Regions from separate parts of the Rattus norvegicus genome. Here region 1 is linked to region 2. Evidence: chromatin contacts called from public Hi-C data. All regions are on one chromosome and are shown on one strand. The core of a region is the stretch at or near the end of the contact, and the rest is flanking DNA. Distances in the headings are between cores, read along the strand shown. Region 1 overlaps Myom1 (myomesin 1). Region 2 overlaps Myom1 (myomesin 1).

Evidence for each region. A called contact is a pair of places that touch in the nucleus more often than the background predicts.
Region 1: a contact with region 2 is called in a Hi-C map of liver, with 3 times the contacts expected there. The contact joins two enhancer-like sites. A contact is called at or near these places in 5 of 12 Hi-C or Micro-C datasets (Schwann cells, kidney, liver and 1 more).

What each region holds. Positions count from the first base shown.
Region 1 is chr9:118,409,689-118,413,739 of GRCr8, reverse strand. It overlaps Myom1 (myomesin 1), which reads right to left. Exons shown (of 37, transcript NM_001191584.1): 10 at 3,793-3,934; 11 at 258-457. Among named protein-coding and RNA genes, the nearest start is that of Myom1, 45 kb to the right of the region's middle. Within about 2 kb of position 1,564, at least 1 of the 93 cell types and tissues checked has an H3K27ac peak or open chromatin away from gene starts, as enhancers often do. A contact at or near this core is called in liver, where this site is marked.
Region 2 is chr9:118,377,504-118,381,597 of GRCr8, reverse strand. It overlaps Myom1 (myomesin 1), which reads right to left. Exons shown (of 37, transcript NM_001191584.1): 2 at 729-869. Among named protein-coding and RNA genes, the nearest start is that of Myom1, 12 kb to the right of the region's middle. Within about 2 kb of position 2,432, at least 5 of the 93 cell types and tissues checked have an H3K27ac peak or open chromatin away from gene starts, as enhancers often do. A contact at or near this core is called in liver, where this site is marked.

The sequences.
Region 1 (4,051 bases), core at 315-2,814, 33 kb before region 2:
AAATGAGGGTTTTAAAGAAAAAAAAAAACAAATTACTTTTTATGCTCTTGGGCTCACCCCAATCACGGGATTTTCTGATCAGAAAGGATTTCTTATTCTTGTCTCCCTCTAGTGGACGGGAGAGGAATTACTTGCAGTGACAGCTACCACAGGTTTCTTGGTTTTGTTTTGGGTTTTGGTGGTGGTGGTGGTGGTGTGATTGTTTTGTTTTGGTTTTGTTTTTTCAGAAAAGCTGCAGAGAAATTAAAACGACTTACTTTTAAGTCTGGCTTTCTCAGCTGGGTCCAGAGCAGCCACGGGCTCAGAAACTCGAGATGGCAAGCCTATTCCAGTTTTATTCACAGCACGGACTCGGAATATGTAGGAACGACCTTCTATCAAACCAGTGACTGGAAACCGAGCAAACTTCACAGGCGTGTCGTTGCACTGAGACCAGGTGTCTGTGCCCACCTCACACCTGAGGGAGAGAGGGATTAGCAGAATCTTACGAGGACTAAGGTTAAGTGAAGAGGGCCAAGGCACGAGTCCACCCTGTCACGTCAGATCTGACCTGTGTCAAAACCTGGAACTCCTGCATGGCTTCTCAGCTTAGACTTCAAACACTCAGTTCCTCTCAAGTTCAATATGTGTCATTTTAAATTTTTCTTTTAAAAATCTCAAGTATTTGTGTGTGTGTGTGTGCAAGTGTGTGTATGTATGTATCTGTGTGTGTGTCTGTGTGTATTAGTGTGTGTGAGTGTGTGTGTGTTTATAATATGTATGTCTGTTCATGTATGTGTGTCTGTGTATATGTCTGTGTGTGAGTGTGGTATGTGACTCTATGTGTGTTTGTGTACACAAGTGCCCCAAAGTGCATGTGGAAGTCAATGGACAACTTGAAGGAGTTTTTTCTTCCTCTGTCATGTGGGATATGGGTACCCATCCACCTTTACTCACTATGACATCTTACCAGCCAGCAACTTGTCATTTTTTAACATGAAGAACAGACCCTCAGACCTTTCTAAACTGTGTTTCAAGAAGAGAAGTGAGGGATGGGGGTAAGAAAACCATCAGATGTCCAGAATCCTTTTTATTTAATTTTTTAATGTGTATGGGTGTTTTGCCCGTATAAGTGCCTGTGCACCACTTATGCCCTGGTGCCTGCCAAGGACAGATGTTGGATCCCTTGGAACTGGAGTTGCAGACAGTTGTGAGTTGCCATGTGGGTGGTGGGAATTGAACCCAGGTCTTCTGAAGAGCAGCCAGTGCTTTAACCACTGAGCTGGCTCTCCAGAATCTTTATGCAGAAGAGGTTTAGGAAAAGGATCCCTCATCCCTGCCCCCACTGACACCTTTAATGTCACTGCTAGTAATTTCTCTGTCTTCTTTAGGCATTTTCTTTTAAAAGCAGAACTGCTGTGGGATAATTTGGGACCTAAAAAGCTAAGTGTACAGCTGGGCATGGTGCTGCACACCTGTAATCCCAGCATTTGGGAACCTGAGGTAAAAGGATCATGACTCTGAGGCTAGTCTAGGCTAAACAGGGAGACTCTCCAAAATGTGAACCGACCAAACGAAACAGAATGAAAAGCTATTTGCACTGCAGTTTGGAAAGCCGCTTGTTGTTTTCTTACTTGGTGATCGCTATGTTCTGTGTGAGTACAAGGGTCAGGAGGTTATTGTAACACTTTTTTTTTCTTTCCTTTTTTTTCGGAGCTAGGGACCGAACCCAGGGCCTTGTGCTTGCTAGGCAAGTGCTCTACCACTGAGCTAAATCCCCAACCCCTATTGTAACACTTTTGTTTCTTTTCTTTCCTCGTCCTCTACTCTGCCCTCTCTCCCAAGCTGGTTTTGAACTCGCAACCCTCGTGCCTCTACCTCCTAAGTACTGGGACCACATACCATGCCCAGCCATGCTTTTCTCTGTAACAATGAGGCTGATGATATCCACCAGGAAATGGAGTGTGGGGAAACTGATTTCCAGCTGCCTGCTACTGTAGCAGCTGGGACCCAAGACCCGAGTCAGAGAACTGCTCAGAAGATAATACGATAGTTCGTATGTCGATATCGAAGCCAGTCTACACAGCTTTAGGGACTCGATGTCTGAGCGAATTGTGCAGCATTGTGATACAGCAACTCCTTGTTTTTTTTTACAAGTCGTACACAATGCTTTAGCTTGAAATGCATCCCCAATATGACACTATGTTCAGAACGTATACAATTCCCATCTAGTTCTCATGGGAGGGCAGGGCCAAAAAACCTGGGAGATGGTTGGAGGAGGGGAGGTCTTCCCTTCCTCACTATCTTTTACATTCTTTGATGTGGATAATGACGGTTGCCTTTAACATTATGTAAGTTTCTATAAAATGTATTTGCAATTCGTGTCTCCCTAAATGTCTGCTTTGCAGGGTTTGGGGAGTTGCTGTGTGTGGGGAATGGCAGGGAGCCGAGGGAACTATAGCAGTTCTATCTGTGTCTCCCAAGGTCTGTCTGTCTGTTCAGGCACTGCCAACATGACTCCGTGACACTAGAATGTGCTTCTTAACCTTCATTTGTGCAAAAAAAAAAAAAAAAAGGTGGAGGGCATCTTCTCTAGAAGCTTCTACAGCGCGTTGGAGCAGAAAGAGCACTGACCTACAGTTGAGCTGTATTTGAATTCTAGCTCTGGGCTTCCTATGTGTGGCCTTAGGCAAGCTAACATTTCTTGGCTGGCATGTGGCTTGAGCCAGCTCTTTCTTTCCTACCTGCAATAGCAAGGCCTGTCCAGGATGGTTATGGATTAGTGGTAAATACATGAAGTGTTTAGAACAGTGTTTAGCCATCAGTAGGTATTAGCCATGCTGTGCTCATTTATAATGACCAGGGCAAGAGAAGAACAGCATGCGTGGATTTTCCTGTCTTCCATAAAGTCTGCAGATCCCTCAGCTATTTGTCAAAGACAACAAAGCAGAAACTGACAATAAAAAGGAGTTTGTTAAGCCTCCACATTTGTCAAAAGCAAGTGAATCTCCCATCCTATTGTCTATCTATGCTAAATAGAAAGAACTGGTTACAAACATTTCTCCCTCAGGTACTGAGAATAGTAAGTATACTATTTTTTTTACTTATTGTTACAAATAAGAGGTTGGATACATTGACATCAAACTGTCTCTAATTGTTTCCACAACCAAAAGTAAAAAGAATTGGAAGAAAACCTAAGAGGATCACAGACTTGGACCAATAGTTTGAATTCATTGCTTACATTGCCCAAACCCAGGAGATGTGTCAATGTATAAAATCCACAGATCTCAGGATCCATAGGTTCTGAAGACTATAGTCAACAAAGACTCTTGGGTAAAGATGTAGCCCAACACTGTGAATTTTTGTTACTGTTTCTTATGTAATATGGATAACTTAAAACCACATAGTAAGGTATAAGGAATTAATTTGTGCTCCCAAAGTCAATACTTTTAAGTGACTGCCATACTAGGAATGCAGATGTTCAGTATATTATTTCATTTCTACAGTGGCTTCTGCTATTAAGTTTACAAATTCATTGTATTTTTGCCAAGTTAGTGACTTGAATTGGTTGTCAAATTTAAAGGATTAATTAATGTAAATAAGTAGGTACTAACATGTATGTAGTTGTGTGTAATGTATGTACACACATGTATATTACACAAATTATATATATTACACACACATGCACACAAAGAGAGAGAGGGAGAGGAGGAAAAAAATCAGAGAAAGCCTTTCACTTAGAAATAATGGGAGAAATCAAGTGCACATCTGTACACCCACAGAAGTATGACTGAGGTAAGGCCAAGCACTAACTTATCAATAAAGTATCCCAGGATAGGGCTCCCTCCATCCACAGCTGGCTGCTTCCAAGAGATGATGATGTAATCTTTGTTAGCATCCAAAGACACCACATCCAAGGGTGCAGCAGGGGCTCCTTCGATCTCTGCATCAGCATCTGCAGAGACAAAGGGATCCTGTTAACTGCTCAGCCAGGCTCTGCCAGCTTGGCAGACTGAGGTCACAGTGCACACATTCCCCACACATCACAGAAGCTGCATATTTGGCTTCATAG
Region 2 (4,094 bases), core at 1,183-3,682:
CCAGAGCTGCCATGTGTGTAAACCAATGTCCAAATGCCACACAAGACTCTGATGCAGAGTGGGTCTCTTCAGTACTCTGACATTGTATCGTTTGGGATTTTAACATACATAACTTAAAAAATCATCAGAGTATACTAATTCTACAAAGTAATTTTGTTGTTGACATTGTATACATACACTATACATTGTATACATTTTGATCATATTCCTGCCTCTATGGTCCTTTCTTACTCTCCTTCCTTCACCCTTCCACATCCTTACCTCCTTTACACTTTATAGCTTTGAAACTCTTTTACTTTCTATGAATTGACTTTAAATCGTATTTCACTACTCATAACTAAAGCTCTACTTCCCATGTCAACTGACTAGATAAACGTTATGTCCAAACCACTTTTCTTTTTTTTTTTTTTTTCTTTTTTTCGGAGCTGGGGACCGAACCCAGGGCCTTGCGCTTCCTAGGTAAGCGCTCTACCACTGAGCTAAATCCCCAGCCCCCAAACCACTTTTCTTTGTCATGTATCCTATATAATATATATATATGTATATATAGATGACAAAAGCATCTGGAAATGGAATGCCTTGATTCCAACGAGCCCATCTTTCTCAGTGTGGGCTCCAGGCTTCCTACGTCGTTTGTAAACCAGTATCTAGTAAGTCCTCAATAAATGTTAGCTGCTATTGACTCCTCACTTATAACAATTCCACGCAGGAAGAGAAAGTACACACACCGTCCAGAGTAAATAGGCACCATGTAGTTGCCTGACAGGTTTCCAGTCTCCTCTCCCGACAGAAGGCTCCGCTTGGCTCTCTTGGTTTGAGGACTCAACCTGGATGAATAATCTTCTAATAGCAGACTGGAATCTGTGAGTCTGAAATAAGATGCCTAACATTAGACAGAACACAGACTGCATTTAAGATACTGTAGACAAAGCAGACAGTGGAGACCATACCCTAGAGGAATTTCCCTGGAACCTTGGGTTTCTAGTGTTATTATCCTTCCCCTTTAGGAATGAATGAAAGTTAGAAGGATTACAGATTATGTAAATATACTCTAGACAGACACTAGGGGAAAATGGTAATAGAGATTTCATGGCTTTTCCCCCTCAAACTTAAAATCTTCACTAGGGAAATAGGAAACAATAGAAAGTAAAAAAATTAACAAAATAAAATATAGCCTTAACTTATGTAGTTGTTGAATTAAATAAAATGTATTTTTCATACAGATAACTTGATGAAGTCAAGTACATAGGTCCCAGAAGCCAATGTGTAGGCTGAAGATTGAAAACTCCTTGTTGACTATGAGGATGAAGGATGTCAACAAGACAGGGTTGTGTGGGGATTCTCTGTACTTAGTTTTCTCCTGTGGACTTCAACTCTAAAAGAAAATAAGATATTTAAAGCTCCTGCTCTGGACAGTTTTTGAAAAGAAGGTGAAGCCTCTGAGTGTTTATTTCTCAGGAAATAGCAAGCTGCCCAGTAAAAATCATTCAAGCCTTGGCTGTTGCCTAATGGTAAAGTTTGGAGATACTGGAGAGAAGGCTGTGCTGCTAAGAGGTTAACACTGAACGCAGGTCTTTAATCTCAGCACTCTGAAAGCGGAGGCAGGAGAATCTCTAAGTTTGAGACTAGTCTGTTCCACAGAGGTTGTACCAGGACAGCCAGAGGTTGTACCAGTTACTCAGATAAACCCTGTCTTAAAAAGAAAAGAAAAAAAAGAAGAAAGAGAGGGGGGAGAGAGGCAGGGAGGGAGAGAAAGAATTAAAGAGCACTTACTGCTCTCGCAGAGGACTGGGTTTTATTTATCAACACTCAGATGGTGGCTCACTCCCATCTGTATCTCTAGCTCAGGAGATCTAATGCCCTCTGGCCTTTGAGAGCACTTCTCTGTGCACATGGTGCACATACATAGACTTCTATAGGCATGCACGCACGCACACACAAGCACACGCACACACGCACAAGGAATAAATAATTGTTTTTAACATTTATAAAAGCAAAAAGAATTACCTATATCAAAAGCAGAACACAGGCCAGAGATGCACACAGTATAAAGCTGGGTGGCACAGAAAGCAAGTGGTGCTGAACAAAACAATAAGGGTCAAGGATTTCCAGGGTAGACAGGGACCCAGTTTTCTGAGTAGACGTTAAGCACAAACCCATGAATATTTGTGCGCCTTGTCTATTAACTGTGCTGTGCGTGCCAGGTGGGCACTGCCATTGATCTGATGAGATCTCATGGAGGTATCAAGGTATCAAACACCTTGTCCTCCCTGAGTCTGCAACTCAGGGTGAAAGCTAGCTCGTTTCCATGGTGTGGGTTTAAAGCTAAAGGTTAGAATCTTGAAATCAAGCTTGTGGATTGCTTACCCATTGGAAGCCAGAGTGAAATTTGTCCCTGGCTGATGTCCAGCAAGAGGAGTGCACTTTATACCTCAGGTCACAAAGTACAGCCTGTGCTGAAACTGAGTTTAAAGCTGGATTTGCTTCTACCTCTTTACTCCATTGCTACACAAAACAATCCCTGGTATCAAGTGTATCGCTGCCTTCCTGACTTCGAGAACAGTGGAAGTTTCTCGTTACCCTTCTATTTTTACTCTATTTTTTCATTATTGTTTCTATGAGCAAATTTTTTGCAAATTCATTTTTCCATGATTGGTTGCAATAGAAGTTAGGATGCCCCATTATTTTTGTTTGTTCCTTTTTCCTGGAAGACAAATATGAACGTATTATACAGAACATACCCCAAATAAGATTATCCTAGTCTTACAGGTGAATCATAGTAGCTGAGTTTTAATAGTTACATTAGATGCTAAAGATTGGTGGCAATAGCATTAGCTCCCATTTAATATTTTATATTAAAAAGCTTAATAAAAAGTACTATGTTGCTACACATTATACAATATTACATAGGAAATGCAAGGTTGCTACATTTTTATCCTTTCTAAATCTTATTCAACTCATTATTTCTTTCCTTTTAAAATCTGAGACAAGATTTCAGGCTATCCTGGAACACACTATGTAAACCAGGCTAGCCCAGAACTCAGAGATCTGCCCACCTTTGCACTCTGAGTACTGTAATAAAGCCATGTATAACCACAACTAGCTAAGTGTTTCTTACAAAGTGTGTGAAGTAGATATTAAATAACCATTTGACTAGATGACTTAGTAATGTCAAGTTATTTACTGAATGATTGACTGAGACAGGATCCTGATATATCTTAGGCTGGCCCACTCTCACGGTGATCCTCATATTTCTTCCTCCCAAATATTGAGATTACAGGTGCATGCAACTATGTTCAGCTTCCAAATTATCTACTGAAACTAGAAAACAAAACTAAACTAGGAATACATTTTTGAAGAACCACGTACTAATAATCAGTGCCATTATTTGAAAAGAATAATCAGTCTATTTCATTGTGATCCATGAAACCAGAGTCTAACATTTAATACATCAAACATTAAGCTGAAAAGTGATTCCAGAAGAGTAAAGTGTGTAGACTTTAAGCTTCTTTGACTCTAAAAACCTAGATAAGGGTTTATTAATTTCTTGGGACTTGAGTCATATCTAAATTTTGGTGAGGTTCCTTGTCTCATCTCTCAGTTTCTGAGTAGAAGGTAAAGCTGCCACACATAAAGCTATGTAGGTGTTTTACCTATTGAAGTTGTGTTGATTATTATGTATTACTGACTCAGATCACGAAGTTTCCTGTGCTCCTGGAAGTTAATTAATCAGATCAATCACATTGAGCGTGCTCCGTCTGTGGCTGTGTCTAGGTTTATCTCTTTGCACATGAATAATACTAAGTCATAGCTCTGTTAATAAGTCTACATTTAGTAGATTTTAGACAAGTATCCAGGCAGGCATGTATTCTATCTATAGCCAGCTGCACCATGGAGAGGGGGGCGGAGTCGAAGGCCAGAAATCATTCTCTGGAAACATTCTAGGAACTCAGAAATAAGCAGGCATGTGCATCTAATTAAAATACTCTGTCTGGGCTGGAGAGATGGCTCAGCGGTTAAGAACACTGACTGTTCTTCCAGAGGTCCTGAGTTCAAATCCCAGCAACCACATGGTGGCTCACAACCATCCATAA